Linked DNA regions of Sus scrofa: regions 2 and 3 are each linked to region 1. A link is a contact called in public Hi-C data. All regions are on one chromosome and are shown on one strand. Each heading gives the region's core, a stretch centred on a gene start, on an enhancer-like site or on the middle of the called end of the contact. The rest is flanking DNA. Distances are from core to core; before and after follow the strand shown.

What was found. Hi-C and Micro-C count contacts between places; a contact is called where the count stands out from the background.
Region 2: a contact with region 1 is called in a Hi-C map of skeletal muscle, with 4 times the contacts expected there. The contact joins the promoter of WBP11 here to the promoter of PLBD1 in region 1. A contact is called at or near these places in 2 of 47 Hi-C or Micro-C datasets (heart right ventricle and skeletal muscle).
Region 3: a contact with region 1 is called in a Hi-C map of skeletal muscle, with 6 times the contacts expected there. The contact joins the promoter of ATF7IP here to the promoter of PLBD1 in region 1. A contact is called at or near these places in 3 of 47 Hi-C or Micro-C datasets (heart right ventricle and skeletal muscle).

The regions. Positions count from the first base shown.
Region 1 is chr5:57,949,147-57,952,457 of Sscrofa11.1, forward strand. It overlaps PLBD1 (phospholipase B domain containing 1), which reads left to right and starts at 1,726. Exons shown (of 11, transcript NM_001244629.1): 1 at 1,726-2,282. The coding sequence starts at 2,180.
Region 2 is chr5:57,748,460-57,751,770 of Sscrofa11.1, forward strand. It overlaps WBP11 (WW domain-binding protein 11), which reads left to right and starts at 1,489. Exons shown (of 12, transcript XM_003481683.4): 1 at 1,489-1,692. SMCO3 (single-pass membrane and coiled-coil domain-containing protein 3) reads left to right here. Exons shown (of 2, transcript XM_003126459.4): 2 at 1-60.
Region 3 is chr5:58,148,135-58,151,445 of Sscrofa11.1, forward strand. ATF7IP (activating transcription factor 7-interacting protein 1) reads right to left here and starts at 1,846. Exons shown (of 15, transcript XM_003126462.5): 1 at 1,643-1,846.

The DNA.
Region 1 (3,311 bases), core at 476-2,975:
CCCAAACCCCACACATTTATCTACTACAGAATTGATAAAACCACTTCATAGTCAACATCTCTTATGGTCTTCCTCCCCTCAGCTTTGCTATGAATTTGGGGGCTCCTCTCCCTCCCAGATATGCAAAGTGCATGATTTAAAGAAGACAAGATTTACTGTCTTCAGATTCCATGATTCTCACCTGAAGATTCCCTTGGGGAACACATGGCAAAGTCTGAAGACATTTTTGATGGTCACAACTTGGAGAGTGAGAGGTGCTGACACTGACATCCAGTGGATAAAGACCAGAGGATGCATATAGGACCACCCCTCACAACCAAGACTTGTATGGCTCCAAATGTCACAAAGCTGAGGTTGAGAAATTCCAATCCAGTTTGTTCACATTTATAATTTGCTTCCTGCGCTAGAATGCAAGCTCTGAGAGGGCAGGGACTTTTGTTTACTGTTCTGTGCCTGGAACATACTCAACAAATATGTGATGACTACATAACAGATGAATGAGTGTCTCTCCTAGTTCACATCAGGCTTTCCTACACATGATTGCATCCCAACACTTGGCTCCTTAGATTGGAGGGGTTATAAAGTGAAGGAGGATGAGAGAGGGTAACACAACTTCCTTGAATGGCCTAACATAGTTCTCTTCCCAACATGGCACAAAATGTTCATAATTTTCTCCACTTTTGTTTTCTGACTTGAAAAATGTGCAGATTTCCTGTTGTGGCTCAGTGGTAACAAACCCCACTAGTATCCATGAGGTTTCAGGTTTGATCCCTGTCCCTGCTCAGCGGGTTAAGGATCTGGTGTTGTGAGCTGTGGTGTAGGCCAGCAGCTACAGCCCCAATTTGACCCCTAGCTGGGAACTTCCATATGCAGCTTGTGCATCGGCCCTCTCCCCCACCCCCACCCCCCGCAAAAGAAAAATGTGCAGTTTTTACAATGTTCTCAGTTCCCTCACTCATATCACTCATTACAGGATATTATCATCCAACGTACTGTCACCAAACAAAAATTAATGACTTGGGACTCACGTTTACCAGTCTACACAGAGATCTGATGTAATTATTCTGTAACTTTTCTAGTAATTACAACTGTGTTTCCCCCCACCATCTAGAAAAGCTGACTCTTGTCCTCTCTTCCCATCTCCCCTTAACACATCAATTAAGCTTGGAAAAAAGACGAAGAGAGAAGGAGGGGGTGCTTAGGGCCCCAGGTGGGTTCCCTCCGTGTCCCTTCAGAGTGGCTCAATTATAGTACTAACAGCAACTCTCAGTACCTGTTAATTTATATGGCTTTGTGCCTCTTTGCCTGTTGTGTGCCATGCTCTTAATGGCCTTTATATCACTGCTTTGTGGCACATAAGGCGAGCTCAACAGATGCTTATTCAATAAATAAAATACCTTTTGCCTACTTCACAATGTCACCTAGGGCACCCTCTGCCAGCTTCACAATGTCACCCGAGGCATAGGTTTGCCTACTTCACAATGTCACTTTCAACTGACCCTGCACAAAAATGGGGACCTCACAGGGGTTTCAGGGATATATCCAATTTCAGACCGGTCGGAGGAATCACTCTCCAGTGGTGGCTCCAGCCAATGAAAACAAAAGCAAAAGATCCAAAGTCTTGAGCTGCAGCAAATGGATTTAGGTTAGAAAGCCTGAGATGGAGGGGCACTGATCCCTGAGTTAGAGGGATCCGGAAGAACTCTTCGGGATGGCAAAGAATCAGAGCTGCGTGTAGGCAGGGATATGCATTTCTCCACTGCTCAGGACACCTCATCCCCGCTGCTGCAGACGAGTGGCCGGGCCTGGAGGCTAGCGGTGTGAATATGAACTGATTTGTTTCCAGCCCTGGGCCGCCAAACAGCCCGACGAGTGAGGAGAAAGCGGCACGTAAGCCTGGGCAGATCCCAGACGTGCAGCCGGGGAACTGTCTCTGGCCGGCCCACGAGGCGCTTGAGGGTCAGAAAGGGCCCGCCCTTCCCAGCCCGGGGCCCAGCAGGGCGAAGGTTGTTCCCAAGGCCACGTGAGGCTTCTTCGCCCCTAAAAGCCCCAAGCAGACCGGGCTCATGAGAGAAGAAAGTTAAAGACGCCCCAACGTCTCTATCGCAGCACCAGCAGCCGCCACCGCCGGCCCCGAGGGCACCTCGTCCAGCGGAGCAGAGATCGCGGCCGCAGAGCGATGTCCCGCCGCAGCCGGGACGGGCGCCTTGGGCTGCCCGCGCCGCCGGCCCCGCTGCTGCTGCTGCTGCTTCTGGCCGCCGCAGTGCCTCCGAGCCTGGCAGGTGAGCAGCGCGCCCCTCCGGCTGCCGGCTGCCGGCTGCCGAGGCGGAGAGCTCCGGGAGGGGTCCTGGACGCCCGCGCCGCTCCGTGCGCTCCCGAGTCAGGTCAAGTTTACTTCTCGCAGTGTCTGTCTGACTTCTGGGTGGACGCCAAGGAACGCGCTTCCGCGAGGGGACTGGCCGTGTTGCTCCCGGCCCCGCTGGAGCTCGGTGATGGCCCCAGACCGGGACAGGGGGTGTGCTTCTGCGAACTGAAAAAGTGCGGGCCAGTTGGCAGACAAATCAGTTCGCTCTTGCATGACTCTTGGCTTTGCGGAGCCTTGGCTGGCTCTAAAAAGGCCAGCCAAAGGACATCTAAATATATTTTTCTCGTCATGGCTATGATCCTGGGCTGCCACTGTTTTCTATTAATTGACCATGACTTTGTTTTAAAATGATGAGAAGCGCAACCTGATTTTGCCAGCTTACTATGTTCCAGGCAGTGTACTGAAGGATTTATGTTCATATAATGCTCCCCACAATCCTAAATAGGACTATCCCCATTCTACAGATGAGAAAGTTTGAGGCAAAGATTTCAGTCATTTGCTTATGCAGCAAATGAAGGCAGTGTTGAAATGTAAATGAGCATTTACTTGACTACTCCCTTCCTAGTGAAACAGGTTTTATCTCTACGGGTATTGACACAGGGATCTGTATACCAATTGCCTCAAAAAAAAAAAAAAAAAAAAAAAAGTGGGTTTTGTCACTTCATTCCCAACAAGTAAGACCAAGATTAACTTAAAAAACTTGAAAGACTTCACAAGTAATATTGAGAGAGGATTCATTTTATTTCCTCATCTCTTTTCTGTGCTGACTTTGCAATAGGGTGGGATTTGGGAGAGCTACCTTTTTCCAAGAGCCCCACTGGTTCTTGTTCCACAACCTTCTATCAACAAGTGTATGCACTTACCATATTTCAAGGCCTTTGCTTTCACAATTTGCCCACTTAACCCTCTTAAATCTTTCCAGTCTTAAATCTTATCAGTCTATGAA
Region 2 (3,311 bases), core at 239-2,738, 200 kb before region 1:
TGTCTTGTGTAATTTTAAAAGTTCAACATACCTCAAAAATTAAAGCCAGATGAAATAGTTTTTCAAGTGTACTCTTCGTGTTCTTTCTCTTCTGTCACTGCTTTTTTAAATTAGTTGCAAAATATCACAATTTAGTTCACCTTCAAAATTAAGTTTTATCTCATGTTTTTTACCTGATTTATAAACATGTATCTTGTAACTAACTGTTCTTCTGGGACTCAAAATTCAGACTAAAACCAAATCAAGTGTTTTCTAAAGCAAGAGTTCCTTTAGATAAGGGACCGACTTTACAGGTTAAATGCCTATTTAAATACTCTCTAAAAGTTAATTATATACCTCCGTCAAGATTTTGGCATATTTATAACCGATAATAAGACTTGGCCTGTGTTAACATTTCCCTATAAGGGAAAGATTAAGGGGAGAAATAACCAAGGTGTCCTTATATTTTCTTAAATATTTAAACTTACCTTTAAAAGGAAAAGATATGGGAGGACTCTCAGATAAAGAGCCCATAAAAGCGAAGGAAAAGGACTGAGATTAGACCTAAGGAACTAAGTCCGTTAGCACAGTGACATCATAAAGGATTTTTGGTGAATGAAAAGAGCAGAAAAGAGCTGACATAAATCAATCTCACAACTCGTAAACTTAAAACTGACTGTACATGTACCCCACGTTCCCTCTTCAAAGAAAAATAGTCCTGCAGCAATCTGGGACTCTGATATGGGCACCGATTTGCTCAGGTCTACAAATGGTCTGTGTAAAAACTACTGAATTTCCAGGCGCACACCACGTTAGGCAAGTGCATCAAGCACAGCAAGAAGTGTTCTTGGGGGATTCTTTTTTATTTCATTTTATTTATTTATTTTTGTCTTTTTTGCCATTTCTTGGGCCGCTCCCGCGGCATATGGAGGTTCCCAGGCTCCGAATGGGAGATCGGAGCTATAGCGGCCCAGCCTACGCCAGAACCACAGCAAGGCGGGATCGGCGCCGCGTCTGTGACCTACACCACGCTCACGGCAACACCGGATTCTTAACCCACTGAGCAAAGCCAGGGATCGAACCCGCAACCTCATGGTTCCTACTCGGATTCGTTAACCACTGAGCCACGACAGGAACGCCCGGGATTCTTTTTTAAACAGAAACTCTCAAAAGACGGCAAGCGCTGGTCATGATCAAAGAAACTACAGAAACACAATCCCCGGTAACACAAACGGCGCTAAACTTCCCCATCCGGATTCCGCCCGCCTCAGGCGGTGAAATAAATGCGGATCCCGGAAATTAGGTCAGAATGCCTGAGGGTAGGACTGTCGTCGCATCAGCCAATCATATATCCCACCCGCTTAATTTTCTTATTCTTAACTGGGCTATAGGAGTGTCAATCAACATGCACTGCACTGAGTAATGAGGGCGGGCTCTCAGCCCCGACCAACCAATTCGGTACTGTACTCCAGCGGAAGAGACTCTGGTCCTGGAGTTGTCGGTTACTCTCTATGGTTTCAGGGCGCCGAAACGATGAGATTGTCGGCCCGTATGGAGAGGAAGTGACGTAAGGATGGCGGAGGGGCGCGAGGTTTCAAGATGGCGGTGGCTGGGTGGCTGACCGAGAGGCAGAGGTGAAGGCCTCTGCGAAGTCAAACAGGCCAAGAATCGTCCCCTCCCCGCTTCTCACAGCCCCAGGAGCCCAGCAGAGGTGTGAGTGTGCGGGATCGTTCCCCTGTGGTTCTTCATCCTTCGGGTCCCTTCCTGGGGCCCGCGCGGTTGCCCCGGGAACGCCAGGCCCCTGTGCCCCCGCTTTTCCTTTTCGCGGTTAGCGTCTACCAGACCGGGAACTAGGGGATCCCCGAGCCTGGAACGGAGCAGCGTCCGGCGGTCAAGCGCCTGACTTCTCCCGGGTTGGTCAGCGGAGCCTCCTGACGTTGACCGGGTTGCCTTAGGTTTGATGTGATGTCTATACCTGGAATCAGGGTCAACCGTCGCTATGGTTTCGGCAGTTGCTAATACTGTTGGCCCCTTGTTGGACCTGGGCTCCGTTCCTTTGAAGCCTCTTTGGAGGTTGAGAGTTCCGCTGAACAGCCCGTGACCCGATGTCTCTATCGCCTCTGCTTTTAGACAGGAAAGTAGTTTGTGCATAGTCAGGCTCCAGCATCTTCTGTAAAAATTCTCTGTACTTCGTACCTGTTTTAGGCTTCAGGCTGGGGAGAGGAGTGTCAACACCTAAGCCTGAGGGTAATTGAGAGAGGAAAGCAGAAAAGATAAAGCCATCAAAGATGCGAGAGCTTGTATTTGCACCAATTTTGCTTGTTTCCGCTTCCTTTCGCCCCTCACTCCCAGTTTTTGTGAGAAGGAAGCCCTTGACAGGGTGAATTAGTTGTTACTGGAACAGTTTTGAAGCTTTTTAGCAGAAATCCAGGCAGTTGAACACTTGCCGAAAGAGGTATTAACTAATAAACTTGCCTGAAAAAAACCTTCATGAAGGGAAGGGGGACTTACATGGTCTGCTAAAAAAGTGTACCTCATGATTTCTTTTCCACCTTTTATTATTTTCAAGAGCAAGCATCAAAAAGTTAAACCTCATTCATTTGGAATAACAGGAAGAAATAGTGTAATAGTGTCTTAAATTAATTAAAATTTTGACTTACAAAGTATTTTCCCTCAAACACAATTAACGCTTCCAGTGACCTTAAAAAAATACAAATCAGAAGTCAAGTTGATATTAGTAAGAAAAATATGTATCTTGATGTTTATGTGTTTAGAAGCTCTCATATACTTTCATTTTGAATATTTGTGTTTTTAGTTATGTTTTAAGCTTCTGCTTGAGAGTCAAGAATTATATCTGAATTCTAAATCTGCATTAAATAGGCTTAAATTAATGAGTTTTTACTGTCTTAGAGGTGTTGGGAAAACATGCCAGGAAACCAATGAAAGAGGCAAGGGTGAGCTATTTGTCGTTGAGCCCAGTTTTACACACACACCATCCCTTCTTATTCCTTTTCACCCTGCCTATAAATACAGGAAGGATATAGGAAAAGAACTAATAGCTTCTCATGCACATGGTTCATGTCATATTGTTGAAGCGTTTTCTGATTGATTTTTTTTTTTCTATTGATGAGTCAGTATTGTGATCCATAGAAGAAAGTTAACTGACGACTAACTGATATTCATAGTGATCTTCAGGCTCATTACCTTTGTAAATAATAATAGGAATCTGTTGGGGAAGTTGAGACTATCTTTCCTGGGCACTAAAGTCAAGACTAGGGAAAGAATAAGGTCTCAATCAAAGAAATGTTTCTTTTCAGAGTTTAGTAGGAAGA
Region 3 (3,311 bases), core at 596-3,095, 200 kb after region 1:
CCAAAGCATACAAGGGGAAAGATTACACAGTATCCCTCTAAATATATTTCTGGGTAGGAGACTTCAGAGGTCTGTAAATCATATCAACAACAAATGTTCTGTTGAGAAAAAAAAGAATTGTTCCTATCACTGCATTCTACCTCCTATGTGATGTCATTTTTTAAAAATTCAGCAACCAAAAGTTCAATTGCATCTACTTAGTACTTCTCAACAGTGCTTTAAGCAATAAAGGCCCTAAACCAACCAAGATTACAAAGCAACAGCCACTTCTTCGTTTGACAGGTGACTGACTTAGAGTTACATAACCAACCAAGAAAAACAACTGTTATATATACAAACCACAGATAAAGTTTATGACAACCATTTACAAGTTTTCAGTCCAGTAAGAAATAATTTGCACAACAGTAAAATTATATCAAATTGTATAAAACTTCTCCCAGAGGCTCATATAAGATTCAAATATAATGACACTAACATTTTAAACTAAAATAATAAGTAGCACACTTATAACTACTTCTTTAAGAAACTACTTCTTTTAAGAAACTACTTCTTTAAGAAACCAGGAACACACAATTTTAAAAAATCAAACACAATTTTATCTTATATGTATAAATGACATTTTTTTAATCAACTGTTTTCTTGATGGTTCACGATGTCCTAATAAAGGCCTCAGTGTAGTTGAGAGTTCTTTGCAGAATTCTTTAACAGAAAAATGTATCAAGTTTTAGTGTTCTATTTCACATATCATTACAAACAAAACGCTAAGAAAATGACTTAATTTTAAAAGTCAGAGTAATAAAAATAATCTAACTGCAGCGGTAATGGACAAGTGACAGGGAGAGAAAAAATGTGAAACTCAAATGCATGAAAGATCAAAAGTACACACTGATTAAAACTTCACTAAGGATCAAATATTTTTAAAAAATAAATACGCAAGTAGATTGAGGTTTCCTTTCAAACGTTATATAAGTTCTTCCAAAGCTCCTTGCCTTCATATTTCCAAAATTCAAACTGTTTCCATTTTGAAAACATTCCATAACAGGACTGGTAAAAATAGGGTTAAAAATGTATTTGCAAATATGCAGTTCAAATAAATGCACTTCCCGTGATAACACCACTAGGTGCTGATCTTTATCTCCCTAAATATACAATTGAATCCAGCACTGTCCCAAAAGTGAAATTAAAATCGAGAACCACAAGTGGGCAATCATTTTTACAGAAAACTAAGTACACAGCTTCTCAAAGAATCGGAGAAATATCATAAAAAAGTCTGAGGTCGGTACAGGAATACAACATAAGAGAAACGTTTTTCTTGAAAAGTGAGGGAATTTAAGCGTAACAAAATGAAACCCCTCAAGAATGAGGAAAATTAAATCTAGAACCCGAATGGCGTCCAACAAGAACATTAGATCTTGAAAATGAATATTGCGCTTGCGCAGCCACCGCCCCGCCAGCTGCACAACTGCAGCTAGAGCCCGACCCCGCAAGATCACGTGCTCCCATGCAGCGTCCGCCCGCAGCTCCGCAACCGCGCAGGCGCAACACAACTCCCGCAGCCGCCATAATGCGGTCTTGACTCTTCAGAAATACAATAGTAATTTAAGAAAATGTTGTTCTATCAGCCCAAGGGACTCAAAGATACCTTTTGGGGCGGGAGATGAGGGAGGGGGAACCAAGTTCCTTCCTACAGAGTCGCCCGGCGCAGCCGTCCCCTCCGCTGCCGCCTCAGTCTCGCGCGCTTCAGTCTCCGCGCCGCGCCGCGCCGCGCCGCCGCCGCCGCCGCCGCCGCCTCCGCAGATTCAAAAACAAACCCGCTTCTCCCTTGCACGCGCCGGGGCCGTTATGCAAATCATTATAGGCGGGGCTCAGTGGTCGTAATATTGGCCACGCCCACTGTGCTTTCATCCAATAGGCTCACGGAATGGCCGTTCCCCATGCAAATCTTCTGGTTTTTTATTTGAATGAGAAATATTGGCCCCGCCTCCCGCCGTGGAAAAGAGAAGGAAGTCTGAGGTGGTGGCGCTGCGCCTCTGTGTTGCAGTGAGGTGTGTATTATGAGTGGAGCTTTGCTCAACTAGTGAGTAGTACTTTGTGAGCGCCCTCTATGAGCCTTAGAAAAGAAGGAAGGAAGGAAATAAGTGGGTGAAAGTTAAAAAGCTGAGGAAAAGATTTTCAAAAAAGGCTGGAGCATGTTGATTTATCATTTGTGTTAGCTTACAAAATATACTTTAAACTGTTTAAGTCATGAGGGAATGGCGCAAACACATCTTTTCTTTCCGTTGTTCTGTGTCAGAGCAAGCGCTTCTAGTCATACCCTTCCACCAGAAGTTGTATCCCTGTTATACAGTTTTATAATTGGGAGCCAACAAGTAATGAAGGCCACAAGGTGTAATGAAGAAGATGCAAGTATATTTGTTGGAAGATCTAGGCTCACGTCCAGCTTACATACCTGTTTCTTGGAATAAGTGTTTTACTCAATTTTCTCATGCCTGTAATTCAAATGGTTTGAGAGGGCAAAATGGTAGGATAACCCGTAAATGTGTTTTGCAAAGCAAAACAGCCTGAGAAGTAGATCGAGAGGATTTTAATATCACTTCTCTCTGAAATTAATCTACTCATTCAATATTTAATTAGCAATTCCTGTGTTCCAGACCCATATTAGGTGCCTGTCCTCAAGCAGTCTATTACAGTGGAGAAGACAAAAAAGTAAACAGGAAGAATTTGTAAGTAATAAGAAATCAGTATATGGTGGTTAATTATTTTTATAATTTGGGTCCTTCAACTTAGAAATACTGCCTGGCTTTTAGGAGAAACCCCTCATCCATAGTTAGAGAATCAGCAGTGCCTTCCCAGAAGAGGTCATCACTAACATGAGAATTGATTTAATAGGGTTCCCTTGTCTAAAAGTTGGATTTTATTGTAAGAACAAACAATGAGGAATAATTTAAAAGGTTTTAAGTTAGGAAATAACACAATTAGATTTTCATTGCTTAATTGCTAAGCTTTGTAAAGTCCTTGGTACTGAACATAGTACATGGGTGCACAAAAAGTTACAAATAGAGGCTCAGTTATAACAAAGTATGTATTATAATTTATTTTGTACATAGTGCTCAATTATAAGTTAGATGTTCAATACCAATATTTAAAATTCCATTCTATAATTAGAGAAATGGGATTGGAAGAAGGTTTCATTCATTAGGTTTCTCCTTGACTTCTATAAGCACATACAAAGGAATCTTTTTTTTTTTTTTTTTTTTTTTTGTCTTTTGTCTTTTGTCTTTTTAGGGGCCACACCCACAGCATATGGAGAT